Regions from separate parts of the Sus scrofa genome. Here region 2 is linked to region 1. The links are chromatin contacts, called in public Hi-C maps. All regions are on one chromosome and are shown on one strand. Each heading gives the region's core, a stretch centred on a gene start, on an enhancer-like site or on the middle of the called end of the contact. The rest is flanking DNA. Distances are from core to core; before and after follow the strand shown. Region 1 holds the start of DNAJA3 (dnaJ homolog subfamily A member 3, mitochondrial). Region 2 holds the start of NUDT16L1 (protein syndesmos).

Evidence for each region. A called contact is a pair of places that touch in the nucleus more often than the background predicts.
Region 2: a Hi-C map of liver shows a contact between it and region 1, with 2.9 times the contacts expected there. The contact joins the promoter of NUDT16L1 here to the promoter of DNAJA3 in region 1. A contact is called at or near these places in 2 of 5 promoter capture datasets (fetal liver and liver), 4 of 47 Hi-C or Micro-C datasets (embryonic fibroblasts, heart right ventricle, liver and 1 more) and 1 of 2 datasets of contacts at active chromatin or transcription factors (alveolar macrophages).

What each region holds. Positions count from the first base shown.
Region 1 is chr3:37,917,046-37,920,549 of Sscrofa11.1, reverse strand. It overlaps DNAJA3 (dnaJ homolog subfamily A member 3, mitochondrial), which reads left to right and starts at 1,409. Exons shown (of 11, transcript XM_003354626.4): 1 at 1,409-1,686. The coding sequence starts at 1,476.
Region 2 is chr3:37,692,147-37,695,991 of Sscrofa11.1, reverse strand. It overlaps NUDT16L1 (protein syndesmos), which reads left to right and starts at 1,339. Exons shown (of 4, transcript XR_002342434.1): 1 at 1,339-3,713; 2 at 3,789-3,845. MGRN1 (E3 ubiquitin-protein ligase MGRN1) reads left to right here. Exons shown (of 17, transcript XM_021086677.1): 17 at 1-1,189.

The sequences.
Region 1 (3,504 bases), core at 160-2,659:
TTCAGACATCTGCTTTTAAATACTTTTTTAAATTAAATATGTTTGATTTAGAGAATCTGCTTTTGAAGTTCTTGCTACTTGGAATCCTCTGCCCCTCCGTCTTTACCTGATGCTCTTTTCACCAAAGTCCAACTCCAATGTTACCTCTCAGATGCCTTCCCTGACACCCCAATGCCCCCGACTTGTTTGAGAAACTCCCTCACCTGGGTGCCTATAACACTGTTTATACTTTTGATATTATTACTTTCCTTCTTTCTTTTTTTTTTTTTTGGCTATCACAGCCGCAGCATATGGAAGTTCCCACACTCGGGGTCGAATCAGAGCTACAGCTGCCTGCCTATGCCACAGCCACAGCAAAGTGGGATCCGAGAAGCAGCGTCTGCAACCTACACCACAGCTCACTCGCAATGCCTGATTCTTAACCCACTGAGCGAGGCCAGGGATGGAACCTGTGTCCTCATGGATACTAGTCCGGTTCATTTCGCTGCACCACAAGGGGAACTCCCTACTGTCCTTTTTTGGCTGCACCCATGACTTATGGAAGTTCCCAGGCCAGCAATCCAAACTGAGCCGCAGCTGCAATTCCCCACAGCTACGACAACTTAACCCACCGCGCTAGACCGGGGATGGAATCCGCTGCCACAGAGACAACACAGGAGCCTTGACTTGCCGTGCCACAGCAGGAACTCCCTATACCTTCCATATTATTGATCATGTACTCTTATTTGTTAAGGAGCCTGTCCCTCTATTCATCTTGTGCGCCTCCAAAGCAGGGATGGTGTGTCGTTCATCATTTTATCCCTAACATTTTAGAACGTGCGTGACACTAAGGGATCAGAACGTTTTAAAATTCGTTTTTGTGTAGCTTGGCTCTCATTCCGCAATCCGCAAGGTCTCTACAGGTTTGGAGAGATTACGCGCTTGGCAGAGAGTTGGGCGATCAAAGATCTGCTCCCGGGGAATCAGCCAGAGGAAAAGTGAGCGCGAAGCCTGGCTTTGGGAGTAAGGCAGAGACTCCAGCAGCTCATGCGAACTCCGGGTGATTAAGGGCCCGGCAAGCTGAACTAAGTCTCAGGGTCAAGAAGAAAGAAGCCGAGCATTGCATGATGGGATCTCCAGGACTGACGGTCCTTTGCGCGCCGGGATTTGTAGTCCCGCCCCTTGCGGGAACCCTCAGACCAGTTACATTCGGCTACACTCAACCACGTCCTTAAACAGAAAAGGTGCAGCCTTGATCGTCCAGTACAGAATGACGAGGCTCTTCGAGACAAGTTACCTAACAGCACTTTTTATACACATTTCGGCGTCGGCTACGGAAACAATGCATGGGTTTCGGACGCGCACGCGCAACACTTGTATTCCTTCTTGCGAGCGCAGCGGGCCCCGCCCCCGGAAGCACCGGCGCTGCGCGCGTGCGTCGTCCTGGCGCTGCAGCCAGGAGCCGGGCGGCGCAGGCGCAGTGTCCCCGGGCCAAGATGGCGGCGCGGTGCTCCCCACGCTTGTTGCTGGTGGCTGTGGGGACCCCGTGGCTGCCGACTGCAGCGAGGAGAGGGGCCCGGCCGCCCTTGGGGGGTGCGGTGGGGGCGTCGCTCGGGCGGAATCTGAGCGTCACCGCTTTCGCGTCTTCGCTCGGAGCTCGCGGTGCCCGGGCGCTGCTGACATTGAGACCCGGTGTCAGCCTCACAGGTGAGGGCAGGCTCTAGCGACCGAGCGAGGGGCTCCAAGACCTTCGAGGGGCTCCAAGTCCTTCGCTTCGCTCCGGCCATGGAGATAGCTGTGTGGAGCATGTCTTCCGAACTACCTGCGGAGTCGCTTGGGGAGATGGGCACGTAGGAGGGAAGGAGGCCCAAATGGTTACCCAGCTGCGTGGAGTCTCCGGCGGCGGAGATGAAACGTCCCGTAGCGGTGAACCTTCACCTCTCTGTCAACATTTCTGGAGGCGGCTTTCCAGCTTGCCGCTTGTCTTCTGCCCAGTTCCGTTCCCATCCCTCCATCTTTTAGCCCGGAGCGGAAGGGAAGAGGTAACTGCTTACTCGGTGAGCACCTGCTCTGGGGCTAGCTGGGTCTCACGTGATGGTAATAACAATTCTGCAAGAGGTGGGGATCCTCATCCCCATTTTAAACAACGGGAAACCGAGGTTCTAGCGGAGGAGTTGACCCGCCCAAGGTCATAAAGGTAGTTAAGGAAAGTTGTCCCAAACCCAGCGTTGTTCTTTCATACATAGCTTACACGCTTTCTACCACATGGTGTAAATCGAAGGGCACACTTAGTGTTTTTTTAGAAGACCATATGTTGGTTATTGTGATAAAAATGCAAACTAATATTTATCGAGCACTTACTATTTATCAGACACGGATCATTTCCATCTGATAGACACTGTGATTATTTTTTTTTTAATTTTTTTTAATAATTTTTTTTTTATTTTCCCACTGTATAGCAAGGGGGTCAGGTTATCCTTACATGTATACATTACAATTACATTTTTTCCCCCACCATTTGTTCTGTTGCAACATGAGTATCTAGACAAAGTTCTCAATGCTATTCAGCAGGATCTCCTTGTAAATTTATTCTAAGTTGTGTCTGATAAGCCCAAGCTCCCGATCCCTCCTATTCTATTTTATAAATAAAGAAATTGAGGCTTAGATGTTAACTCATAGAATGTCATAAAGCTATAAAGTGGTTGAGCCTTGGAGTTCCCGTCGTGGCTCAGTGGTTAATGAATCCGACTAAGAACCATTGCGGGTTCGGTCCCTGGCCTCGCTCAGTGAATTAAGGATCCTGCGTTGCCGTGAGCTGTGGTATAGGTTGCAGACGCGGCTCGGATGCCGCGTTGCTGTGGCTCTGGCGTAGGCTGGTGGCTACAGCTTCGATTTGACCCCTAGCCTGGGAACCTCCATATGCCACATTTGCGGCCGAAAAAAAGACATGAAGACAAAAAAAAAAAAAAAAAAAAAAAAAAAGTGGTTGAGTCTTGTTTCAAAACCTGCTGCTTTCTTAGTTGCTGTAGGTGACGTAGAATGAATACATAGTAAGCCTTTTTTTTTTTTATTTTGACTGTCGCCGCAGCATGTGGAAGTTCCCGGGCCAGGGATGGAACTCATACCCCGGCAGCAGATATGATCCTTAACCCACTAGCCCGTCAGGGGACTCCTACATTAAGCTTTTTAAGTACTTATCCTTGAGAGTTTCTTGCTGAGGGTGTTGGGTGACTTCCTTTCAGTGAGATAAGGAAGGAAGGAGAAAACATTTAACAACCAAATATGTGCCTGAATTGTGCTAGATGTTTGTGTCCCCTAGAATTTAAACTATCTGTAAGCGTACGAAGATGATTATTTAAAGAGCCCTGACAAGGTTTTTAATGAAGATCCAATTTTGTAATGCTTACGTAATAGGCAATCATTAAAGTATCAGTAATGTGATTACCTTCTAAGGTGAACACTACTCAAAAGTACTCAAGTTGTGTGTGTGTGTGTGTGAGTGAGAGAGCACGCGTGTGTGTGTGT
Region 2 (3,845 bases), core at 90-2,589, 220 kb after region 1:
CCAGTCTGCAAGTTCTGCGTGGTCACTGGCTGCGAGGAGCTGTGTGACCCTTGACCGAAGAGCACAGTTGACTGTCCCCTCTGACGACCCTTTTTCTACAGTCCATGTATTTGTAAATGGTACAAGATGAAGGACAGTGGCTTTCTGTCCCGGGCGCTGAGCTCTGGGTCCTTCCCAATGCCCCGGGGCCGGGCACCCGTGTGCAGCCTCACCCAGCCCCCGAGCCGTGGCGGCCGATGCCCGGGAACTGAGGGACACGCTGGAGAAGAGGAGTTCCTGGGCGGTGAGGTGCTGCCTTCACGGGGACGCGCGGGGCCCCTGGAAGGAGAGGAGGTGGGGTCTGAGTCTCAGGCCGGGAAGGAGACTGCCCCTGCCCTCCCCCTGCACAGCTTGGCGAGGCTCGGCCAGGTTTGGGTCTGGGCATGGGCGGTGTGGTGCCTGAGAGCCCTTCCCAGCGGCAGCTTTGCCCACGGCACCAGACCCTCTGGGCCGGGGCTCTGCTCGGCGAGCGGCACGCCATCACCTGCTCTGGAAGGCGCTGGTGGCTTCTCTGCTCCCTCTGCCGTAGATGGCACTGAGAATTTGCTTTGATTTGTTCCCGTCTGGGGCTCCTGTGGCGGGATGTCCCTGGGGACGAGGGCCCCATGTGAGGTGACCTCGCCTTCTCTTAAAGACAAACTTGCGGGCAACAGAAAGGCAGACAGCGTGCTTGGCCCTGGTGCCTCTGGATGAGAGCTGCCCCAGTGGGACCTTAGCCTGGCGGCGGCGGGTCTGCACTCCCCGTGCCAGCGCTTTCCTAGCAGGTGGGAAGGATGGTGCTGGGCAGCCGACCACACAGCCTGAGGCTCTGATGAGTGGGGTGCTCGGAATGGGCGCCTCCTTCTCTCTCCAGTTGAGCCTATGAACAGAGGCCACACTGCAGGCGCCCTGCCTCCCGTCCTGCCCGCCGTGTGCTCGTGGGTGCACAGATGCCACACACGCACATGACCGTCTCCCTCTCCTCACCCCTCTCCTCTCACTGGCCAACACCCCCCGCCTCTCACCATTGGTTTTGGGGCCAGTAACTGAAGGGCGGGGTGCAGACTGGCCTGTCTTGGACTTAACACGTGCTACCATTTGATGTACTCTGATTGGCTAGTTTTTGTTCGTTTTTACTGTATATTTATAGTAATAAAATCATGCAGCAATATCCTATTCGCTTTTCCCTCCATGCACAGCTCCACAGGACTGGGTTGTTTCTCGGGAGGCAGGACAGCTGAGTGGCAGCTCTGACACACTCAGAGCAGCGCAAGTGCCTGCTTGTGGCTGCAGCCACTGTTCCCTCATGTGTGATGTGACATAGGACTTCCGGGAGGGCGTGAGTGCTGCTGCTTGTTATTCTTGGGGTCGGCATTATGCTGATTGTCGGGTTGGAGCAAAGGGGAGGGACCCTTGGGACTTGGCTCTGTTTCCTGAGCAGGTGGAAGAGCCCAGGCCTCCAGCTATGCAATTGCTTTGGCCGTAGCCGTCGCTAGTTCCTCTTGCCGCCGTGAACTGAGTGCCTGCTGTGCCAGCAGAAAGCAGAAGGCGCCAGGCCCCTGGGAGCCTGCGTTCTAGTCAGTGAGATGCTACGCAAGTGATTCAGGTCTAACCACATGTGATTACAGTTAGGAAGGGGGTCGGTGGCTAACGAGGTGGTGCTGATTTAGCCTGTGTTTGGGGAGGGCTTCTGTGATACGTTTCAGCTGAGCCCTAAAGGATGCCAAGGAGCTGGGCCTGGAAGAGCACCCCAGGCAGCTGGCTCAGCAAGTGCAAAGGCAGGAGTGGGTCTACTGTGTCCACGGAGTGGCTGAAGTGTCAGAGCTGGGGTGTGGGGTGCAGACACTTTGTGGGGGCCCAGTTTTGCCCTAGGAGCAATTGGAGGCTGCTAAGCAAGGGAGCGACTTTCTCCAGCTGTCCTCGGGGGAAATGGATTGGAGGGCAGGTTTGGCTGCCAGGACGCTGGAGCCCAGCTGGGGCCCTCTGCTCAGCCTGAGCTCCCCTGACCAGCAAGCAGCCTCTGCATGGGGAGAGGCTGGTGCCCCAGCACGCCCACTGCAGCACTGCCCGAACCACGGCCAGCCAGCAGTGCCCTCTGACTCAGGCACTCAAGGGTGGAGCCAGCCTTCCTAGCTGGCCTGGCCCTGCCCCAGGGAAGGCCTGCCAACCTCGGGGGTCCCCGGTCTGCCACGGTCTCGGTGTGGAAAAGGCCTTTCAGTCACACAGGTTTTTGCATTGGCTGCACTGGGTCTCCCACCACGGGCCCACCTCCTTTATTAATGCCTGAGGCGAGCCTTCAAACACCTTTATTTATTAATGCCTGGGTCCTTCCCTTCAAACACCTTTAGTCTCCCTAGAGTCTGGCCTCCCACTGCCAGCTGCGGCTGCCTCCCTGCTGCGGCAGCCCCAACCCTGGCAGAGGACCACGCGGGGGGAAAATGGAGCTTGGGCTACCTGATGGAGTGAGTAGCACCACAGAACCCGGGGGAGCCTGCTGCTCTGCCGCAGCTGCTGTTTCTGATGCTCCGGAGCCGTAGTGCCTGCCTTCTCCGGTACAGACGCTGGTAAGTGACTCAGGCCCTCGTCCCCAGAAGCTGCACGGTTTTCTGCGCGGACACTGGGTAGGAGAGGTGGAATTCGAGGGTAGGATCCTGGCTCTCACAAACTGCTGGGTGCCCTCAGGCAAGTCCCGTTCATCTGAGCCCCAGGTTCCTAAAGGGGGGAGTACCTGGCCTATATGGCCCCTGACACGGGTATTTGGGCGCTGCGCTGGGAAGCTCCCTGCCCGGAATCTAAATCACTTCTGCCCCAGCAGGCTGGATTCAGGAAGTCCCCGAGTTCCTCACCGCCCACCCCCAGTTCAGGGCTGGGCTGGACTCGGGGGGTAGCTGGACTCTGCCAGGCTGTGTTTAACCGGCAGCAGAACCATGGGCTGGCATTGTGCCTCCTGGCCGCAAGGCTCGGCTGAGCCCCCTGGGGCAGGCAGGGGGCGCCCGCACGCCCAGGGACAGGCGCCAACCCGGCCTGGAGCTGACGGTGGGAAGCCGGCGCGGCTGTGCTCCCGAAGAGGCGCGGGGGAAGGCGGAGGGCAGTATAATTGCTAGGGCTTTCCCTGCCCTCTTCTAGACGCGCAGTTTGAGTCCAGACTCCACAGGCTGCACCGCCTGCAGGTAGCGCCCCAACCCCGCAGGCGCCGCGCGTCTGGGAACCCGAATCCGAATCTGCGCTCGGCTCGTGCGGGCTCGGTTGTCGCGTTGCATCTTGGGCCTTGTGGTTTTCTAGGATCGTGGGCGGTGCCGGTTCGGGGTGCGCGGCTGTTGGGTGACAGCTGGGCGCGAACCGCCTTCCCCTTTGCGCACGCCCCTCCCGCTTCGCAACGACGCCTCTGAGCGTCGCGATGGGCTCGGCCCCGGCGCGGGTCAGCGATTGGCGGAGGAGCGGGGCCCAGGGGCGCGGCTTCCCGCGGATTGGTTGGGTGCGGCGGGGCGGGCCCGCGCATGCACTTAAGGGGCGGTGTCTGGGCGGCGGTGGGTAGTGCCAAGATGTCGACCGTGGCAGTCCCGGAGCTGAAGCAGATCAGCCGGGTGGAGGCGATGCGTCTTGGGCCGGGCTGGAGCCATTCGTGCCACGCCATGCTGTACGCTGCAAACCCCGGGCAGCTCTTCGGCCGCATCCCTATGCGCTTCTCGGTGCTGGTGAGGACGCGGGCAGGCGGGCGGGGACCGGGCGCCACTCGGACTCGCGCCCGTGACCCTGACGCTCCCTTGCAGATGCAGATGCGTTTCGACGGGCTGCTGGGCTTTCCCGGGGGCTTCGTGGACCGGCGC